Regions from separate parts of the Mus musculus genome. Here region 1 is linked to region 2. A link is a contact called in public capture Hi-C data. All regions are on one chromosome and are shown on one strand. The core of a region is the stretch at or near the end of the contact, and the rest is flanking DNA. Distances in the headings are between cores, read along the strand shown. Region 1 has its middle 13 kb from the start of Gm24152. Region 2 overlaps Asph (aspartate-beta-hydroxylase).

Region 1 (3,574 bases), core at 427-2,926, 77 kb before region 2:
TAAATATAGAACTATTAAATCATATATAATATATGTGGTATGTATACAAAGAATGCATACATGTAATTTACAGTTACATTTGCTTAGCCTTTCCAGCATGATTTTGTAAACATAAAAAGAAAGAAAAGAAAAATTCTACATGTGTATATATAATTTAAAAGCACCAGATGAGAATAAGCCAAAATGTTAACAATGAGATCATGGCAAATTTTTTCCTTTTCTAAATATTGAATAAAGATTGTGTAGTGTATCTAAAATCATAAGAGGCTCTGATTACAACTGACACATGAAAAGAAAATGGTTTAGCAAAATGAACTTTGCTCTTTCCGGATATCTTAGTTTCAAGGAAGTAATATTTTGAACTACAGAATATATTGCAATATATTACTTCAGAGTGCTTAATGCAAACAGTTATGTCAGTGAGTCATTTTCTCTCCAGCTCATTTTGACTATGAGACATCAATCAGGCCTTATTATTTAGAACTTATAAATATTTATTCTTGAGACAAGTTCCTGATGTTGACAGGGTAGACTTCCTATGTACAAGCTGACACTGATATACTGCCAGGCTCTCTAGTCTTAGGATTCTGTATTGCATTGAGATGGCTTTATGAAGAAGCAAGAAAGCATGGAAAGAAAGCCTGGCCACTCAATTGCAATCTGCAACTTCTTAAAAGAGTAAACTTACACGAACATTTCTGATTTCTCCTTTGAATCTTATTTGCTCCATAATGTTTCTTAGCATATTACCTATACCACTTGTAGACATGGACTTTTAAAAATATGTATGTGTATATGAGTGCTCATGTGTTATATATCTTTAATATATATTAAATATGTATATTCACGTATTCATCTTTAATGCATGTTAAATCAGAAATTAAGATTTTTCTGGTCTTTGTAGGGCATAATGTACTTTTTTAAAGCTTCCAAGTGATTCTTGTGAAAAATTAATTTTCAGTAAAATACACTCAGTTCACTTGAATGCAATCATTGCAGCCCCATGACCAGCAAGGCATCATCTGGGCTGCTGATATTTCTAGGTTTTGATGGCCACCCATCTTGAACTCCTGGTACTTCAGTCTCGGATTTATCACCAACTAAATAATACCTGGAGTACCCATCCTCAGGGTTTGGCATTCTCTGTCTCTCTTCTTTGAGACTCATAAGTGATAAACCAGCTAAAACTGAGGAACACAAAGCCTAAAGTTCTCTCCTAGGAGAATTACATGCAGGAGGGATCTGATTTGTTAGGAGAAGACGGAATGAAGGCAGCAAGCCCATGGGAATCAGCACGAGACAGCAGACAGAGCACTGTTTCACGTTTATTGTCGCCTTGGAGGCACAGCCGGAGAGGGCTTCAGAAGACCTTTTCAAGGAAGTTCCCCAGGTCTAGAAGGCAGCAACTTCTGCTAAGGATGTAGCAAACTCAGGTCACTGAAATTTCACTTTTACTTTGTCAGCCAACATCATATGTTTTTGATGCTAGATTACATTCCCTAGAACTGTGAGCCAGGGATAAGCTCTCCCTTCCTTGAGTTGCTTTCATCAAGTATTCTGTGTCAATGAGACACTAAGCTAACGAGAACAGCTTAAGTGCGAGTTCTGCTTTAAGTGACGTTTAAGCACTAAATCACTCTTACCCTCACATGTGAAACAACGAGGTTGAGCAACATCCTCATTAGTATGCCTTTGCAAGCATGGACTCTTTGACTCATATGGTGCGCATGGGACCGTGGTGACTGAATCCCTGTCCTCAACATCTGTTGGCAAATGCAGGGGGTAGCACGCTGTGCTCTATGCTCATCTTTCTCCTTCCCAAACAGCAGGAACTCCTTAAGAACCAAGAACAGTGCTTGCAGGAAGTAGAGATTTCATTAATGTTTCCTGAGCAGACCATAAACTATACTTCTTCATTAAAGTTTATGATATTGCCAAAATTAGACCTTCTGCACAGCAACTTTATAGCATAATGTATTGTGAAGCAAAATGAAACCTTACTGTGGGCAGTAACTCACAGGGCAGTGTCTAAAACATCAACAAGTAAAGACTTGTCTTAGGTATGATTTGAGTCAGTGGATATGCTACCATTTAAAATTATAAAACACTTCTTTACATTTAGAAAGCACTTTACTGTCTGGTATACTTTATCATTAATTTTCTCATCGTTTCATAATGTGTAAAACTCAGTTCACATAAGCAAATAGTTTGATTCACTGCTGGGTCATTCTATATTTGTATTTTATGTCATGATCTCAGGGACTGTCTTCAGACACTAACTGATAATACTCAAAGTCACATCGAATACAAGAAAACTCATTCACCACTTATAATGGTTCATTTCTCCATTGCAGCGAGAAGATACCTTGGGCTGAATACCTGGATAACAAAAGTGCAAAGAGCATGGTGCTAACTCTATTGAAGGCCTGCTGCCTGACCACACTGCATCACATTATGGTGGAGAGCATCATGTGAGAATCTATAGAAGAGAAAGAGGTCACATGCTGAGACAGAAATCCAGAAAGATCAGAGCAGCTACTCTAATTGTTTCATTAACAACTCTATGGGAACAAGCTGGGGTCCAAAAGAACCCCTTCATCTCTTGAAAGGTAGTGTCTTCAATGACATAGTCACATTACATTAAACTTCACTTTTTTTTTTTTTTTTTTTTTTTTTTTTGGTTTTTCGGGACAGGGTTTCTCTGTATAGCCCTGGCTGTCCTGGAACTCACTTTGTAGACCGGGCTGGCCTCGAACTCAGAAATCTGCCTGCCTCTGCCTCCCAAGTGCTGGGATTAAAGGCATGCGCCACCATGCCTGGCTAAACGTCACATCTTAAAAGTTTCACTACACCACTCACTCTGTCTCCTGATATCACAATTACTATGGTTTGAATGGCAAATGTCCTCACATAGACTCGTGTATTTGAACACTAGCTCCCCAACTAGTTGTACTATCTGGAAAATTGTGCAACATTTAGGGGGTGGCACCTCTCTGAAGGAAGTGGGTTAATGGTGTGGGCTTTGTGGCTCTGGAGCTTGGGTCTATTTTCTGCTAACTCTCTGTTTCCTGATGGTGACCAGAATGTGACCTGCCAGCCTCCTGTTCCTGCCACCATGCTTTTCCTTCCTGTTGCCTCATCTTCCCTTCCATGACACATCTGTCTTACTTTTCTATGGCTGCAAAAAGACATCATAACCAAGGCAACTTATAAAAGAGAGCATTTGATTTTGGGCTTCTGGTTCCAGAGGGTAGCCCATTACCATCATTGCCAAGAGCATGGCAGCAGGCAGTCAGGTGTGACACTGCAGTGGTAGCTGAGAGTTTATATTTCAACCACAAGCATGAATGAGGCAGAGAGGGAGAGAGAGAGAGAGAGAGAGAGAGAGAGAGAGAGAGAGAGAGAATGAATGGAGGGAGGGAGGGAGAGAGTGGAGGGAGAGAGAGGGAGGGGGACAGACACATATACACATACATACATACACACACAGATACACACACATGCATACACATACATGCACACACACATGGAGGGGGGGGCACATTTTGAGCACAGTGTGAGGTTTTAAAACTTC
Region 2 (3,166 bases), core at 175-2,674:
GCACAGGCTTTCCTTCCCATGCTGTCTCTCAGCTCCTCGTTAGCCCTGCCCCATGCCAGTTGCTCTCACTTGAGCTTTTTATACGCTCGCTCGTTAATGACTTTGCCAGGTCTGTAGTGGCTCAAGGTTAAACTCCATGCGCTTTCTATGGTTTCTTTGCTCTTCTAGCTGCAAGTCCTGTCCAAGTTGCTCTTACATTCTGACTCTTGTTTCCAAACTGTGTCTGTTACTGCTTGTCATGGCCCTGCAGTGGCATTTGTCTAGGTGTGTTTCTCTTTTCTCTTCTCTATGCTGTGTCGGCTGTGGCTTTATTGGTTAGGCGTTTTCACACAGTCTCTCATAATAATTTCATCTTATCTGACCAGGGGCCTTTGCATCTGCTGTGTCATCTGCTTGGGTGTTTCTCATTCCTACCTCATCTTCACACCTCATCAGCTGAGCTTGGCCTCCTTGGGCTCCTTGTCACACAGCTTATTGCTGTACTGCATCTGCCATGTAGTAGCAGTGTGGCTTGAGCACAGTCGCTCCTGTTTTAGAGTTGTGTAGCAGCACTGGGGAAATGCAGTAGCACAGAGGGCTGGCAGTGCCTAGTGGAGTGAGTCCAGGATGTGATTTCTTTTCCTCACACGTGGCTGACACTGTCAACAGTAGGCTCAAAGCCACTGGACAGTGCTTTCATGGTTTCTCTCCAGGGAACAGTGACACGTCTATTGAACAGCAGTGCTGACAGGTAGTGATGAGCTTTTCTAGATGGGGTGAGGGGAGAAGGGAAGAGCGCTGCACTCAGTAGAGTCCCACCGTTCCCAGCAGTTGCACTTGGTGGGCAGTTTGCTGAGCAGCAGATCTGAAAGGAGGAGAGACTCCAGAGCAGCTGGTGATGAGAGATGGGAAGCAGACCCTGTGCCTCCTCCTGCAGCTCTCTGAGAACCCTTGCAATCTGCAAAAACAAAAACACTACTGAACCCTGCCCTATCGCTGAACCCCGCCCTCATCTCTATCATATACTGCGGCTGTAATGTGTTCTGTTAGAAGTACAATAACAAAATGAGCACCATTTTCCTCAACATGAAGATTTTATAGCTATCTCAAATCAACCTCTCTCGCTCTCTCGCTCTCTCGCTCTCTTTCCTTCCCTTCTTCCCTCCCTCACTTTCTGTCTTCCTTCCTTTTTTCTTTTTAAAAAAAAAATCAATTATAAAAACCCAGTATGGATATTTTTTTTGGTATAGTCAATATCACTGTTCTTGTGCTTTCGTGCCATTATTAAGTAGAGGTTCTTGTACCATAAATACGGTAAGTGCCATTAAATCTGATGACACATGGCTGCTAGATATCAAATAGGCAGGCTGTTGATACAGTGCTGATGAGCCTGGACCAGAGGGTGACTCACATCCCTAGTGTGATGGAGTGAGATGAAGAGGGATTTCATAAGTAGGAGTTGAAAACATATTTCAAAACTTATGACCTGTTTATTCCTGGTATTTTAAGGTCTCATATTATGGTTAGCTTCAGAGAAGTGAAACTGCAAAAAGCAGAACTCGAGATAAGGGGCAACTTCTATGAAAGTATCTACAAAAATCAGTCAGTATGACTCAGTGAAACCGAGCACTACCATGCTATTCTATACAGAATAACTAGAGGACTTCTTGTGATCATGGGGGTGATTCAATAGCAGTAGAAAGAATCCTATTATTCCTATAGTAATTGTAGTGGTAATGACCACAGGGAGATACTTCTCATGGGCCAGGCATATTTCTAACTATTTTCATCCTTTTATCGATGGCTATGAATAGATCATTATTATTCCAATTTTATGGAAGGGAATCTCAAGCATGGCATAGGTAATTTGTCTACACTCAGACAGCTGGTGTAAAAAGCCTAAATAAATCTGCCAGAAGCCATGTCATTGTGAGGTAATTTTAGGGCAAGATTTCAGTCCAAGGTATATTAAAATGGAATGAAGTAACAGACTCACTCAGTATATCCTAAAAAATAAAAAATAAAAAAATCAGCAATTAACTTTACATATCTGCTGACTAAAATGCTAAGCCTAGGTTGGCTTGAATGTACAATGTGAGGTGTAGCAATGTGACTGAGAACACAGCCAGTTGCTCTCCACATTAAAGCACTTGTAGTTGCTACTTGGAATTTGATAGTTCTCAATAAAAGTTCTCGATATAACCTGATGTGTGTATTAATAATCATAAATGACTTATCTGTTCATCATATTTAGGAGACCTCTATTGGCTCGTCAGGCTCCTCCCTGCTCAGTATTCAGTGTGAGCAGCACGGTGAGATGCCTGTCCTCCAGGAGGTCACATTGTAATAAGAAGTGACTTTCAGGCAGACTGGCACTGGCCAGAGTGAGAAAAATAGCTTTAGAGGGGACAGTGGCAGGGGCTCATGGGTGGCTGCGGATGAGTCTGTCTAGGTAGGATGCCAACGTGGCGCCTTGGTCACTGTATTTCTCCTTGTTGAAGACCTTGAAGCAGATGGGCTGGCAGGAGAACCACAGCCGGAGGTTGAGGACTTCCTCACAGTGACCGACAGTGATGACAGATTTGAGGACCTGGAACCCGGGACAGTTCATGAAGGTAGAACACATTTGTTTTAGACTAGTTGGTCATTTATAGTGTAATTATTAAAAAAATTCCTAAAATTCCTTTAAGAGCGATATTTAATCTTATCTAAATATTTTGAAGATGAAGCTCTAAAGCAAACTGATATCTGATTTGTTTCATTAATAAGTGGGTTTCTGATACTAGTAAGGGCAGACTTTTTTCTTGTATTCCTCCACCTCGGTGCTGTGTGTTATATGAAGTCATGATGAACTGCACTTGAACTCTGGCCCTGGCTTTTGTTCCAGCAGCGCTGTCTCCCCTACTGCACAATCTGTAGCTTCCATAGCATGTCCCCAGACTGTCTTCTTACATAGTTAGGGATCAAGTGTTCTCATCGAAAGGAGAACTTACTAGCTTCTAGAACCCTTAGCTACTATTGCAATGCAAAGACAGTCATCAACTGTCATTAACTGAGTATAGACATGGCTGTGTTTCCATGAACCTCTATCTACAAACCCAGCTAATACATAGTTGTAAAAATTGCAAGTCACAGAGCATGCAAGCATGTGGACGTCTGACATAATATGCTGGGAAATGTCTTAAGT

What was found. Capture Hi-C pulls out chosen DNA fragments and counts their contacts.
Region 1: a contact with region 2 is called in a capture Hi-C map of bone marrow-derived macrophages, with 4 times the contacts expected there. The contact joins two enhancer-like sites. A contact is called at or near these places in 7 of 39 promoter capture datasets (the C10 cell line, the HPC-7 cell line, cranial neural crest and 4 more), 2 of 484 Hi-C or Micro-C datasets (multipotent progenitors and natural killer cells), 3 of 115 datasets of contacts at active chromatin or transcription factors (CD8 T cells, the HPC-7 cell line and embryonic stem cells) and 4 of 9 other capture datasets (adipose tissue, bone marrow-derived macrophages, liver and 1 more).

Annotation. Positions count from the first base shown.
Region 1 is chr4:9,680,828-9,684,401 of GRCm38.p6, reverse strand. No RefSeq gene overlaps it. Among named protein-coding and RNA genes, the nearest start is that of Gm24152, 13 kb to the left of the region's middle. Within about 2 kb of position 1,676, at least 65 of the 459 cell types and tissues checked have an H3K27ac peak or open chromatin away from gene starts, as enhancers often do. A contact at or near this core is called in bone marrow-derived macrophages, where this site is marked.
Region 2 is chr4:9,603,944-9,607,109 of GRCm38.p6, reverse strand. It overlaps Asph (aspartate-beta-hydroxylase), which reads left to right. Exons shown (of 24, transcript NM_023066.3): 6 at 2,481-2,594. Among named protein-coding and RNA genes, the nearest start is that of Asph, 64 kb to the left of the region's middle. Within about 2 kb of position 1,424, at least 61 of the 459 cell types and tissues checked have an H3K27ac peak or open chromatin away from gene starts, as enhancers often do. A contact at or near this core is called in bone marrow-derived macrophages, where this site is marked.